3 separate regions of the Mus musculus genome follow, and regions 2 and 3 are each linked to region 1. A link is a contact called in public Hi-C and HiChIP or PLAC-seq data. All regions are on one chromosome and are shown on one strand. The core of a region is the stretch at or near the end of the contact, and the rest is flanking DNA. Distances in the headings are between cores, read along the strand shown.

Region 1 (2,700 bases), core at 90-2,589:
GCCAGATCAGCTATGCTGAGACAGAAAAGTTCAAAAAAATAACCAAACCAGTTAAAAACCAAAAGAGCACTGGGCCCGATGCTGGGCTTCAGAGCCAATTTCCAATAAGTCATATCATCATCAGAGAACATCAAACGCACATTCCACTTTCAGCTATGCAAATTCCAAAAGAATAATACCTCACATTTGCATAATGCTTGATGTTTTTCAAAGTGCCTTCCCAGCTATTAATCTACGGGTGGCTTTATTACCACTAGAAACATAAATTGAAACTCTCTTCCAGCTCTTCTTTTTTTTTTCCACTTTCCCCTCAAAACCCAGAGACAACCTAAATCCAAGTGTTTGGGAATCCATGGGTATCTCCAGGAAAGGTAAGGACCCCGCTGGGTAAACACAAATATAGCTCATTGTGAGGTCTGTCCTTCACAGTCACCATTGGGGCCAGCTTTTAAAACACAAGGTCTGTTGTTGAACTAACAAACACACAAAGAGCAACAGTGTATGTAGCACAAGTTTAAGATTCCTTCTGGGTCCCCAGCTTCATTGTCACCACACCTGGCTCTTAATTTGGCACCCATCCCCTTCTACCACATATTAGAAAATTGGGAAATTTATTCTACCACTTTGTCCTTAACCCTGCAGGCATCTCTGTCCCCAGTAAAGTTTGTTTGCCGAAGAGCTTCCATGTCTTTAACTTGATGTGAGCCAAGAGGCTGAATTCGTTGCAAACTCAACATGAAATGATTTCAAAAAACAAGGTGAGCAGGTACGTCAGGGTTGGAGAAAGCCCTTCTAGCCATCCCCGATGCCTTTCCAATCCGCTTCTTTTTCCATTTCTTTCAGACTTAATTGTGTGTAGCGTTCCCAGTCACAGAGTCTCCAGCATTTCCTGACACTTGAATCTCATGCATTTTAGCAAAAAATTAACCTGGCTGTTTGCTTTTAATTCCGAAGCCGTGTTAATACTCAACTCCCTCTAGATTAGACAAGAAGAAAAACACACGCCCGCATACCCCACCTGGCACCACAGGCTCCTGGGCTGACATTTGTAGTGTCGCAGTCCCTGTGGTTGGCCACACTTACCATTTCAGGAGGGCCAAGAGAGCCACGAGCAGAGTCACAGTCACTATGGTACCACTGACTTCAAACTTGAGAAGCCCCAACACTTCCATTTTTCCTCGGAGACCCCGGAGGGGTGGTCCTCAGGAGGAAAGAGGGTGCTGCTCTCCTGCCCTTATAGGAGTCCTGATCTGTATATAGGTGGTGGAGAAAGAAGTAGGTAGTCAGCTGAACATCCCATCAAGTGAGTCCCCCAAAAGTGCTCTTTCTTAGAGTGTGCCTTTCTTTATAAAGAGGAAGGAAGCAGAGGGAGAAACAAAGGGCTTCAGGGCAATGAATCAGCAACTTTATTTTCTTGATGACTGTGTTGTCAATAAACATTTATGTTAGCTTCCCCAGAAACAGGAGCAGACAGGCGGGCCTCATGGTCATCATGAAGCAAAATGGTTGTTAACCATTGACTGCTTCTCAAATACGCCGTCCTCAGAGAAAGACCTCCTGCAAGATTTGCCTCTCTACACCTTTGTCGATCTGTACTTCAGTGGTGACACAGGCCAGGGCACTCTGAATGTTCCATGGATTCTGGGGGCCAGGTGGACAGCATCATCTGCTTTGTAGCCAACCACCTCCCAGTGCATTGGTTATAGGATGCAAGCTCCTGACTGAGAGGAGAGGCATGCTCACAGTATTGGTGCAGACCACAGATCTTACCTCGGGTGAGCGCTCTCAGCATGAGTTGTTGGTTGTGTAAAAGCTCACTCGTAGTCGTGTGTGGGTTGACTGTTCTAGCTTCTGGTCTAATTTGATGAAAGACACTGGATGATTTTATTTGCTTATTCATCAGCGTGTTTCATCCTGAAGACAGATAAAAAGGTTGGGTGAGCAGGAAAACACCCACCATGACGTTATTCGGCCATTCATAGAGTGTATATGGGGTCAGCATCCGCCATACTCACAAATGATGCTGGCCCCCAACCCTGGAGAAGATTCTTTGCAGATGGATATACAGTCTACAAACGAAGGAATAATTACCAGTGCAGAACAGTGCTGTGAAGGTTCTCAAAACGGAGCTTCGGGGACAGCCTGTGGGATGGCCTGCTAGGAGGTATAGTGGGGAAGACTCTAGGGAGGAAAGCCATCACTGAGATTTGCCTGTGAGAAAGCAGTTTGTCCTGTAGAGAGCTGCAGGAGAAGCAGAAAGAGAGCATGGGTGGAGGCCTGGAGGTGGGAAAACCTTTCTGCGCTTTAAGTACTACGGTAAGACCCACGAGCCTTGTTCTTTTCCTCAACTACCCCCCCCCATCTTTCTTTCTCCTCTCTCAGAGTAGGCTTCTCCTCCACAGGGTCAGATAGTCTGCTCAAATTAAGGAGCTACCATGCAGAGTGACAGCTAGTGCTACTGGAGCAACGGCAGGTTTATGGCCATGCTCAGGGAAGGAACAACCTCAGATGTGACTGAATTCAGTGCACATGCCAGAGCAACACTGTGGAAAAAACAACATATATACTTGTGTATACACACACACACACACAGTGCTCCCTAAGGCGTCCAAGGTGAGATAAGTGTGAGAAAGGCTGGTCTAAACATTAATCAGTAAGTTTATTTACTGCAGCTCCATTCAGAGCTATGAAGTTGCTGAT
Region 2 (2,700 bases), core at 166-2,665, 66 kb after region 1:
ATTCTGACCTGACTTGTTTTTGATGGAACTGGTTTTCTTGCTGTATACAAAGATCTCTTCCTCTTTTTCTTAATAGTTTTAGTCGTGTTGTGAGATGATATGTCTGAAGTGTGTAGTTTTAGCTCTTCCCTTGCTGTATTCAAAATGGTCTGGACATACTCAGTTGTGCTCTCCACTGACACGAAAGGTTTTGAGTTGTCTATTTCCCTGATACTAAACTAGATAATATTTGCAGGCCATCTATTGTTTGTGCACCTTCTATCATAGGAGATTTAGATAAAATAATTAGCATTCCTCAAATGGTTCTGCAATTAAGGGTCAAGGGCTTGAAGGACAGGCTCTCCCTTTTTCTTTGCCTTCAGACCTGACTGCTTCACAGTATGCTTCCCCAGTCCTCTTTTTAAAGGCAAACAGAGATTTGAGGTAACCAGGACTATCCTGAATTACTGCAGAGAGCAGCCTGGGGCCTTGAGCTTTCCCCTGGCCTCTGTTTCCACGTCTGGCTCCTGTGTGGCTCCTGCCTTTGAAGTCAGGTGGAAGCCTAACAGGTGAGGCTGTTGCCCTCTTTCTCTTTGGTTATTCTGTGTAACCTTTAGTCTAGGAAAAATGCCAGTCTTCGTTTCCAAGAATCATATCTCCCTAAATGGGGCAATCTGCTTTAAATGCCTTTCCACTGGCGCCTTCCCCATCTCACAGTTGGCATAGTTAAAGGGACAGGTGCACTTTAATTTTTAAAAAAACTATGTGTGCTGTATTGGATTAGGGTGTGTGGCCCAGCGCCTGTGGGGTAGTGTACATGTTACTCCTGTGCAGAAATACCCGGTTCCTCACACTGCAGCCATTTAACAAGATTTGAGAGTCAGCAGGTCTCCAGATGCTTCACTTTTGGATTTTTTTCACATGTCCAACATACTTCATTTCCTGCCCCTTTCTCTTTGCTCCATCCATCCGACTGTCTGTCCGTCTGCCTGTCTCTAAGCAAATGGGCTATGATGATACATAAACCCTTATCTATCTTGTTGGAAAAACTTACATGTTGTGTTGAAATATATTCTTTGTGTATGGTCCCAGGAGAGGGTTTTCTCTGTCCCTCATGATATTGGTATCATTACTGTTTCTCCCTCCTCTGGCATTTATGCTGTGGGCATGTGCCATGCTGGTGTTCATCCTTAGAGTTAGTGCTGCTCTCAGTGAACACCATGGCCTGTAGGAAGTCTCTAGTGATTACTTACTGTCTTCCCTGATTCTAGTATGGCTACCTGGCCAGCCACTTCCATTGAGCTCCCTGGGAAGCTGGCTTTTTAGTTACTGGTCGTTCAGCTTTACCAGTCTTTTTCAAGGGCACTCTGGTACCTCTGCTGCCCTCTGCTCCACAGAGGAAGCTCGCCTCTGCTACTTTCCTTTCTGGAGCCAGTGCATTGAGGCACACTGTATGTGAATTCCCATGGTAGTTGTTCAGCCGAGAACAAACTAGTGAACTCACAGTGCCTTCCTGAGTAACTTTAAAGAGTCACAGAAGATTCTTGGACAGATACACACCTGTGCCCTTGCTGAGAGACTGACCCTATGGTGGGACCTGCCCTTGGAGTTGGTTTCATGGTAATAAGGACATATTGTGCAATAAAATAATACACTTGTTTCTGTCCCACTTGTCATCTGAGTCCACTATGAGATGAGCTCTGATGTGTATAGCTCCAGCTGATAGCAGTTCATTGGATGAGTGTGGGAAATTTAGGAATGAAGCTGGAAATGTTGGTGAAGGACAGTCCCTGGCTTTGCAGCAGGACAGGCGCTTCAGCAGAGTGTATTGCTTTGCCTTCCGTGCATCTGATAAAGTAGGCAGAGCAGCAGGATGTGCTGCCCAGAAGCCGACAGTGGGGAATTCTGCCCTCAAAAAGAAAAGTCGGAGGGAGCAAGCAGGAGATGCAATAGGCTCAAACCCACTGAATGGGCTTCATGGCTTTCAGTTCCTTAGAAGGGATGTGGTCATGACTTGGTACAGAAGGGAGAGAGCTGGGTGGGAAAGTTACATGTGGACAACTCAAGTAATGAGCAGGCATGAGGTAGATAGAGGTGGAGGAGACTAGAATATTAAAAGTGGATTATTTTATTTGTCAGGGTTTGAAGAGTGGTTCTGTGCTATATTGCATCTTTGATTTTTTTTTTTTTGATGTCTATGTCAGTGTTCTCTAGGTAGCAAGAGGAGGGCACACTTAAGGGGTGGTGCAGGGGCAGCAGGGAGATGCAGTAGGCAGTTGGAGTTCAGTTGATGTTGAGCCTTAGGCAACATGTGTACATGTGTTGTGTGCGTGTGTGTCTAGTGTGTCTCTTTAAGAAGGCTGCCAAGCCTTGTGATACATGCTTCTAATCCTCGCCCAGGAAGCTGAAGCAAGCTAAATAGGTGGATCTCTGTGAGTCTGAGGCCACCCAGTCTACACAGTGAGTTCCAGGCTAGCAGGAGCTATATAGCCAGAACTTGTCTCAAACAAAGAAGAAAGCCAGTTAGATAAGGCAAAATGTTGGTGGCTTGTGAGCAATTAGAGTTACAGATAAGAAGATTTTTTTCTAATGCTGAGGGGATATGGAGTATACTCTGAAATGGGGCTGCCTGCTTTCTTTCCTTCTTCCCTCCCTATCTCCTTCCCTTTCTTCCTTCCTTTTGAATTCCTTTATAGAAAAGTGAGAGCCTTTTGCATGTAG
Region 3 (2,700 bases), core at 61-2,560, 99 kb before region 1:
GTTTGTTGACAGCTGGGAACAACATAAACGCTGCCATTGACTAGCCTCTAGTTCTGTTGGCAGTGATGATTCTGAGTCAGCTGTGGCTGATCTGCAGTCATTCTGTTCCCAGTCTGCTGCCAGCCATGATTTAGCTTAGAGCATCTAAAGGTTGCTAGGAGAAAAGTCAGTCAGTTGCTTAAATTGCCAGCTATATACACCTAACACCACTCTCCTGCCCACCACTGAGCTGTGGCTGCTAGGCACAAACGATCACTACTTATTTATTTATTAATATATTAAGCTGAACTGAGATTTGAATCTAGGGTCTCGTATATGCTGAAGCACTTTATCCTTTCGAACTATATTCCCCAGCCAATCACCATTTTCACTTTTAGAGATTTAGTCGTTTATTTATGTGTATAAGTGCTTGCCTGAGTATATTTATATATATATATATATACCACCACATGCCTGCAGTGCCCACAGCGGCCAGAAGAGGGCGCCGGATACCCTGAAACCAAAGTTACAGACAGATGTGAGCCACCTGACATGGATGATGGGACTTGAACCCGGGTCTTCTAGAAGAGCAAAAAAGTACTTTTAGCTGCTGAGCCATCTCTCCAGCCCCTTAACTTTTTATTCTGAGAAACAATTTCACTAAAGCACCCAGAATGGCCTTAAACTCACTGTAGCCCAGGCAGGCCTTGAACTTGTGTTCTTCTGGCCTTAGTTTCTGTAGTGGGTCAGATAATATACCTTATTTACATTATCTTTTTTAATTTTTAACTTTTTTGAGACAGAGTCTCAGGTGTTCCAGGCAGGCCTTGTATTCCCCACGTGAACAATATCCAGAGTATGGATCTATAGATGTGTACTACCATGCCTGGCTTCATGTGGTACTGATGCTGGTGATCGATCAATCCCAAGGCTTTGCTCAAGCCAAGCACACATTTTACTAACCAAGCTCAGCCTCAGCCTCATGGCTCACTTGTTTGTTTGTTTGTTTGGGTTTTTGTTTTGTTTTGTTTTTTGTTTTTAGGCAGGGCCTCATTGTGCAGCTCTGGTCTAGAACTTCCTATGTAGACCAGTGACCTTCAAACTCTCAGAGATCTACCTGCCCCTGCCTCCCAAGTGCTGGGATGAAAGCTGTGTACCTCCACGCCTGGCCTCGGTATTTTTCTTGTGAAAGTTTAGGTACTTTCTTGAAAGTCCCTGTCCCTTCTGCCCTGGCAGATCTTGCCCATCATGTCCTTGGAGACCAGAGGCTAAGTCTACTCAGGCACTAACCACCGCACATTTGAATTTTCCTCACTAGGCTGGCATCCCTGGCTCAAGTTACTTTGCTTCGTGGTTTAGGTGGGGTTTCTTCTCATTAGTCAGTCTACCCACACCGTTATGACCGACTGGTGCTTCCGGTTTGCAACTCCCGAGGTAATTGTCCAGCCATTATGTGCTGTCGCAAGGATCATCCACTCAGAATTGTGACTTCTCACTTGTAATGGAGCAGCCTTACCTCTGGATGTTGAATGCGTCCCTGGATGCTGCATAGCGTTTTAAGTGAGCCACGAGAAGTTCACAGGCTTGGCTGATGAGAGGTGTCATCTGATAATAGATAGCAGAGGTATAATTAGGGCATCGTGCCTAAATTGGCTGCCAATGATGGACAAGGTTATCCACAGTGCTTTCTAGGGAAACAGACTGTATTTCAAAGGTGCTTTTCACGAGGCGAAGATTAAGAAAGTATTCATAATATTTGTAAAATACAGTGTCCATAAATGCCTATCTTAAGCTCAAGTGAGCTTTCTGGGGTAGATGCACCAAAGGAGAAAGGACCAAACGTAGATCTGGTGAAATAATTATGAAAGCTATCACTAAGTGTTTAGACAAAACTTCAAATCGGTGCTTGGCTTCCTGGCGTGTGGTGAGCATTAGCAAGCAAGTAGACCACACTCTATATGTCCTGGCCCTGGAACTAGCCCAAGTCCGTGCATGCCTGTTCCAATTAAGTTTTCAGATCTCCCACCAGAACATAGACTCGAGTATCCGGAGGCACTGAGGGTCATCTGTTCCAACTTCTTAATTAAGGCAGAAGTTATCTTAATGGTATTTCTGAGAGAGGGGTTTTCATCTGTGTTTCAGCTGCTTACGCCTTCCAAGACAGGGTAACTCTTGACCTGCACGAGGAATTGTTGAATTCTTAACATTAAGAAGATATTTTATTGTGGAAAATTTCTAATGCCCAGAGAAAGATCTAGAGAGCAGCGCTGTGCACACCTCCGTGGTTCCAGCACATTTAGACAGCAGGCTTGGCTGCCCGTCCCTTTGACGTCCAAGACGTTCTCTTGGGTGGGTAGCACTCTTTAAGGGCTTTCATTCTCTCCTATATATTTGAAGGGCCAGGCTGGAACTGTCAAGGGGGATCTTTCAACTGAGTACACATCCTAGAACAGTGTCATATCTGAGGCAGAATACTGCTGTAGGTTCTTCTGAGCATTTATGGGACTAATACTTTGAAATGGTGCCTGATGTTTGGTTTTCATTATTATTACTATTATTAGAAAGAAACTTTAAAACTGTATTTAAATTAAATTTTTTTTTCAGATTTATTTGATTTTATGCACATGAGTGTTTTGCCTTCATGTGTATGTTCCACGTGCCAGCCTAGTCCTGTAGATGTCAGAGCGTAGCGGGTCCCCTGGAAACTGTAGTTACAGGTGG

What was found. Hi-C and Micro-C count contacts between places; a contact is called where the count stands out from the background. HiChIP or PLAC-seq counts read pairs in DNA pulled down with a chosen protein or histone mark.
Region 2: a contact with region 1 is called in a Hi-C map of liver, with 2.3 times the contacts expected there. The contact joins the enhancer-like site here to the promoter of Tbxas1 in region 1. A contact is called at or near these places in 1 of 39 promoter capture datasets (macrophages), 1 of 15 datasets of contacts at CTCF or cohesin (embryonic stem cells), 13 of 484 Hi-C or Micro-C datasets (CD4 T cells, CD8 T cells, the HPC-5 cell line and 10 more), 1 of 115 datasets of contacts at active chromatin or transcription factors (embryonic stem cells) and 2 of 9 other capture datasets (embryonic stem cells and liver).
Region 3: a contact with region 1 is called in an H3K27ac HiChIP or PLAC-seq map of acute myeloid leukemia, with 4 times the contacts expected there. The contact joins the enhancer-like site here to the promoter of Tbxas1 in region 1. A contact is called at or near these places in 17 of 39 promoter capture datasets (the 3T3-L1 cell line, 3T3-L1-derived adipocytes, the C10 cell line and 10 more), 4 of 15 datasets of contacts at CTCF or cohesin (the G1E-ER4 cell line, the NIH/3T3 cell line, embryonic stem cells and 1 more), 96 of 484 Hi-C or Micro-C datasets (the 63-12 cell line, 8-cell embryo, the AML12 cell line and 45 more), 12 of 115 datasets of contacts at active chromatin or transcription factors (the HPC-7 cell line, acute myeloid leukemia, bone marrow-derived dendritic cells and 6 more) and 5 of 9 other capture datasets (adipose tissue, embryonic stem cells, liver and 2 more).

What each region holds. Positions count from the first base shown.
Region 1 is chr6:38,917,625-38,920,324 of GRCm38.p6, reverse strand. Tbxas1 (thromboxane A synthase 1, platelet) reads right to left here and starts at 1,339. Exons shown (of 13, transcript NM_011539.3): 1 at 1,084-1,339. The coding sequence starts at 1,172.
Region 2 is chr6:38,851,721-38,854,420 of GRCm38.p6, reverse strand. The region is part of intron 1 of Hipk2 (homeodomain interacting protein kinase 2); the gene reads left to right. Among named protein-coding and RNA genes, the nearest start is that of Hipk2, 23 kb to the left of the region's middle. Within about 2 kb of position 1,415, at least 15 of the 459 cell types and tissues checked have an H3K27ac peak or open chromatin away from gene starts, as enhancers often do. A contact at or near this core is called in liver, where this site is marked.
Region 3 is chr6:39,016,776-39,019,475 of GRCm38.p6, reverse strand. Tbxas1 (thromboxane A synthase 1, platelet) reads right to left here. Exons shown (of 13, transcript NM_011539.3): 6 at 1,496-1,584. Among named protein-coding and RNA genes, the nearest start is that of Gm23010, 4.5 kb to the right of the region's middle. Within about 2 kb of position 1,310, at least 11 of the 459 cell types and tissues checked have an H3K27ac peak or open chromatin away from gene starts, as enhancers often do. A contact at or near this core is called in the HL-1 cell line and acute myeloid leukemia, where this site is marked.